2 separate regions of the Mus musculus genome follow, and region 2 is linked to region 1. A link is a contact called in public HiChIP or PLAC-seq data. All regions are on one chromosome and are shown on one strand. The core of a region is the stretch at or near the end of the contact, and the rest is flanking DNA. Distances in the headings are between cores, read along the strand shown.

Region 1 (2,715 bases), core at 113-2,612:
TCCATGAGAGCAGCCACCTCCCCACTCCACATAGCTTCTCTTAGATTTTTGTTTTAGCTGGGGTGGTGACACACGCCTTTAATCCAGTGCTTGGGAGGAAGGAGAGTTGGATCTCTGTAAATTCAGGGCCAGCCTGGTCTACATAGTGAGTTCCAGGTCAGTTAGGACTACATAGTGAGACCATGTGTCAAAACAAAACAATAACAGTAAAACCAAACAAGAAAACCCCTTACACTGATCAGGTGAGATCTAAAGGGTAAGGGGCTGAGATTACAACTGGAATAGCAGCACTTCCCAGGGTGGCCCATGAACCCACACCATCTGCCCTTCCTAGGGATTTTGTTTTTTAAATTATTTTAAGCCAGGCAGTGCCCCACCTATGGATCGTTAAAAAAAAGATTTGTTTGGGGCTGGAGAGATGGCTCAGTGGTTAAGAGCACTGACTGCTCTTCCAGAGGTCCTGAGTTCAAATCCCAGCAACCACATGATGGCTCACGACCATCTGTAATGGGATCTGATGCCCTCTTCTGGTGTGTCTGAAGAGAGCAATGGTGTACTCATATAAAATAAATATTAAAAAAAAATTGTTTTAAGCCGGGCAGTGATGGTTCATGCCTTTAATCCCAGCACTTGGGAGGCAGAGGAAGGTGGATCTCTGAGAGTTTGAGGCTAGCCTAGGCTACAGAGTGAATTCCAGGACAGCTGGGGGGTGCACAGAGAAACCTTGTCTAGAAAAACAAAACAAAACAAGTTTTATTTTTTATTTATATGGGTGTTTTTACGTCTATGCACCAAGTGCATGCAAGGCCAGCAGAGGCTGGACGAAAGCTTCAGATCCCGGGAACTAGAGCTCAAATGGCTGTTAACCACAACATGGGTGCTAGGAACCAAGTCCACATTCTCTGGAAGAGCAGCCAGCGCTCTTCCCTGCCGAGCCCTCTCTGCAGCTCCCTTTCCTAGGCACAGTTTTAGGTGTGTAAGCACCAGGCCTTATGCTGCACTCCCCAACAGCAATTTCAGGAGTGATGCAGGTGGAATTTTTTTTTCTCATTTTAAAATTTGAAAGCATATTTCTAGGTAAAACTAGAGGAAAACATCTCTAATCAAGAGCCCTCTAGTTCTTAGAATCTACATGCATACATATATTTAAATGGTATATGTTTTTATTCCAAACCTCAAAGTTGTCATACTGCAAACAAGAGAGTATGACTAGAAAAACATTTTTTAACTCTGGCCTAAATAAAACAAGTTGACAAATGAGTTTAGGCCTTAGAGTAAAAAGGAGAAACAGCCAGCTCTGTGCAGCTCACTGATTTCAGACCAAGAGCTTCCTAGGAATTAAGGACTGTATGTACACTGTGATGGTTTGTATCTGTTTACCCAGGGAGTGGCACTATTAGGAGGTGTGGCCTTGTTGTAATAGGTGTGTCACTGTGGGTGTGGTCTTAAGACCCTTAACCTAGCTTCCTGAAAGACAGACTTCCACTAGCAGCCTTCAGATGAAGATGTAGAATTCTCAGCTCTGCCTGCAACATGTCTTTCTGCCTGGATGCTGCCATGCTCCCACCTTGAAGATACTAGACTGACCCTCTGAACCTGTAAGCCAGCCCCAATTAAATGTTGTCCTTATAAGACGTTTCTTGGTCATGGTGTCTGTTCACAGCAGTGAAACCCTAAGACATACGCACTAAGTTTTTGGTAATGTTTCTCTCAAACCACTGCTGCACAGCTGTGGGGCTCACTCACAGGCTGTAGGCTCCCAACCCAACCATGCCTCTTCAGGCTAGTTGGGACCATTACTCAGTGGGAGAAACAGCTTCCCAGATCCTGGTACTTGCTGTACACCTAGCAATTTGGGGGGCTGAGGCAAGAAAATCTAGCCCATGCTACATAGTAGACTGTGGCTCAAAACTAATAGCAACAAACATTCTAGGACCCTTGGAACATACTCAGCCATCCTATGCATAAGACTCCAGCTGTAGCTTTTTGGTTTAGCTCTACATAGCAAGAGGGCAGAGGGTCAGACCAGTCATTGACAATTTCACACATTTACATGAGGTAAACCCATCACTCTCCCCCACACCCTCTCTCATTTCCATGGTTGAAAGCATGCACCATTCCTACAGGTGCCTGGTTCCTAGCACCAACATGTCAACGTATAACTTTTATAACTTCTTTTAGCTTCCAAGGGGCACCAGGCATACATGGGGCATACATATGTACATGTAGGCAAGACATTCATGCACATAAAATAAAAATAAATAAATCTTTAAATCATATATATAAAAGAAAACAAAAGGCCTTAGCTGTTGGGATATAAAGCCTTCTAAAATATATTACATATTTTTGTTCTGTTTAGACTACATAGGTTATAACGTGACTTTTCTTTGACAATTCTAGTTTTTTTGTTTTTGTTTTTTGTTGTTGTTGTTGTTGTTTGTTTGTTTTTCGAGACAGGGTTTCAGGCAACAATTCTGTTTTTTAAAGATTAAAAAAATTACATGACTAGCCAGGCATGGTGGTGCACGCCTTCAATCCCAGCACTTGGGAGGCAGAGGCAGGAGGATTTCTGAGTTCGAGGCCAGCCTGGTCTACAAAGTGAGTTCCAGGACAGCCAGGGCTATACAGAGTAACCCTGTCTCAAAAAAACAAACAAACAAAAAAAGACTGTAAGTGTGTCTGTGTGTATATGCACATGTATGTGCAGGTGTTCGC
Region 2 (2,700 bases), core at 165-2,664, 710 kb before region 1:
ACACAGAAGGAAGGCCTTGAGAGAAAAGCCTTGACTATGTAAAGAACAAAGAAAGGGACAGCTGGACAGTGGTGGCCTTTAGTCCCAGCACCTGGGAGGGAGAGGCAGGTGGATTTCTGAGTTCGAGGCCAGCCTTCTCTACAGAGTGAGTTCCAGGACAGCCAGGGCTATACAGAGAAACCCTGTCTCAACCCCCTCCCACACCTATCCCCCAAGAAAGGGACAGACAGAGGTAAGTCCCAGCTAGGAGGAGGCTTGGGAACTCATACCAAATGCGGAGCGGAGCCGTTCTGTTAGTTAAAGTAGAGCGTGGGGTTACGGGATTTGATAGTGCTGCAGGCCCATCAAAGTGTAATCCAAAGGTGGTGTAGTAGTGACTTTTCCTGTCCCTGAGAGGAAACCCCTAGCTAACGCAACTGGTTCGCAGTTTGAGAGCGTGGTCCATTACAGTTAAAGCGTCAGGCAGCTGGGCACACTGTGTCTGCAGACAGGTGGGAGGGAGAGGCGAATGGTAGGGCCCAGCTTGCTTTCTCCTTTGTTTCAGTTCGAGACCCCGGCCCTCAGAATGGCACCACCAGCAGCCAGTGGGGATCTTCCGACCTGGACTGAGCTAACCTAGAAACGCCCTCGCAGACATGCTCAGAGGGCTGCCTCCATAGTGACTCTGAATCCCATCAACTTGACAACTGAAATAAACCATTGTAGTTGTCCTTGCGGTCGCTGCTACCTCCAAGTGCTTTGAAGACTCGTACATGAGCCTAGACGCCCGTGACAGTGTTAAGAGGGGCAAGGTGTGAGGAATAAAACAGTGGTCAAGGTGACTAGCTTGCCAGCCCTTCCAAGAACTGAATCAGTGAGCTGCATGGAAAAAGGACCTGAAGGGACAGAAAGAACATACACACACACACACACACACACACACACACACACACACACGGAGGGGGAGATGTATGTGCATTCACATGCACACACGCATCCATGCAGGGGGTGGGGGTTATTCAGAGGGCTCAAATGTATTTCATCTTAGATGAAGAAGCAAGAAGAGATGATTGATTTAATATTAGTTATGCTACTGCATAGGCCCCACTTGGCCTAGCCCCTCTAACTTCATTGCTCCCTTCTATATGGAGGCAAAGAGGAAAGCAGAGTTCCAGCCCAAAATGGAGGAACCCTCTCATGGCTCCCTCAGCTGCCAGTCTTCTTTTCTGTAGGAATACAGGGGCTTGGAGCTTAGCCTGGGTGCTAAGGGGCTTCTAACAAGCTAAGCATGGTGGTATGTACTTGCAAGGTAGGGGCATCATGAATCAATGCCAGCCCAGGCTATATAGCAAGTTTCTCACCTGTCTGGGCTACACAGAGAACCTGACTCACACTGGACTACACAGAGAGAACCTGACTCACAAAACAAAACAAGTAAAACAAACAGAACTTAAAGCCAGTCTGCTGACTAACACAAGGGGCATGCTGGGGCTGCAGATGGCCCAGCAGTGAAGGCACTTGCCACACAAGTCTGACAACTTGAGCTCAGTATCTGCACCTCACAATGGAAGGAGAGAAGTGGCCCTTCAGGGTCATCCTCTGGCCTCCACGTGTGTGTCACGGCCTATGTGTGTCTGCAAGCGAGCATGCAGATCTCTCTCACACGTAAAATACAATTATAAAAAACAATCATTGGCTGGAGAGATGGCTCAGCGGTTAAGAGCACTGGCTGCTCTTCCAGAGGTCCTGAGTTCAATTCCCAGCAACCACGTGGTGGCTCACAACCATCTGCTCTCTTCTGGGGTGTCTGAAGACAGCTACAGTGTACTCATATACATAAAATAAATCTTAAAAAAAAACCCAAACAATCATGCCGCATATACGCTGGATGGCTATCAATATATTTGTTATAATTTTTCTAGGAAAAACGTGCATAACTAACCTTTTGATCTCTCTAAGCACAGACATTTTCTGTCTTGAATGAGTAGCCAAATGAATCTACTCTTGACTGGAAAATTATCATATTAAACATGATTTCATAAACGTTATTGGGTAGAACTAAGTTTTTAAAAAAAGATGTATTTATTTATTTATTTATTTATTTATTTATTTATTTATTTATTTATTATATGTAAGTACACGGTAGCTGTCTTCAGATACACCAGAACAGGGCGTCAGATCTCATTATGGGTGGTTGTGAGCCACCATGTGGTTCCTGGGATTTGAATTCAGGACCACTGACTGCTTTTAACCACTGAGCCATCTCTCCAGCCCTAGAACTAAGTTTTAAAATGTTTAATTACAGTTTTATGTGTGTGTGTGTGTATGTGTGTGTGTGTCTGTGGGCACACACATGCCGTGGTACATACGTGGGGGTCAGAGGACAATATTTTCTTTGTCAGTCATTTTTCTTTCAGAAAGAGTTAGATGAATAAGAACAGAGGATTAGGGGGCTGGTGAGATGGCTCAGTGGGTAAGAGCACCCGACTGCTCTTCCGAAGGTCCGAAGTTCAAATCCCAGCAACCACATGGTGGCTCACAACCACCGGAGATCCTGATGCCCTCCTCTGGTGTGTCTGAAGACAGCTACAGTGTACTTACATATAATAAATAAATAAATTAATTAAAAAAAAAAGAACAGAGGATTATTTTAATATTAGTTATAATACTGCACGGGTCCCGCTTGGCTCCTCTAATGCCTCTGCTCCTTCCACATGGAGG

The links. HiChIP or PLAC-seq counts read pairs in DNA pulled down with a chosen protein or histone mark.
Region 2: a FOXA1 HiChIP or PLAC-seq map of pancreatic cancer cells shows a contact between it and region 1. The contact joins two enhancer-like sites. A contact is called at or near these places in 1 of 39 promoter capture datasets (liver), 1 of 484 Hi-C or Micro-C datasets (liver) and 1 of 115 datasets of contacts at active chromatin or transcription factors (pancreatic cancer cells).

Annotation. Positions count from the first base shown.
Region 1 is chr4:43,385,813-43,388,527 of GRCm38.p6, reverse strand. It overlaps a transcript of Rusc2 not described here. Among named protein-coding and RNA genes, the nearest start is that of Gm46850, 5.2 kb to the right of the region's middle. Within about 2 kb of position 1,362, at least 10 of the 459 cell types and tissues checked have an H3K27ac peak or open chromatin away from gene starts, as enhancers often do. A contact at or near this core is called in pancreatic cancer cells, where this site is marked.
Region 2 is chr4:44,093,420-44,096,119 of GRCm38.p6, reverse strand. No RefSeq gene overlaps it. Among named protein-coding and RNA genes, the nearest start is that of Gne, 22 kb to the right of the region's middle. Within about 2 kb of position 1,414, at least 27 of the 459 cell types and tissues checked have an H3K27ac peak or open chromatin away from gene starts, as enhancers often do. A contact at or near this core is called in pancreatic cancer cells, where this site is marked.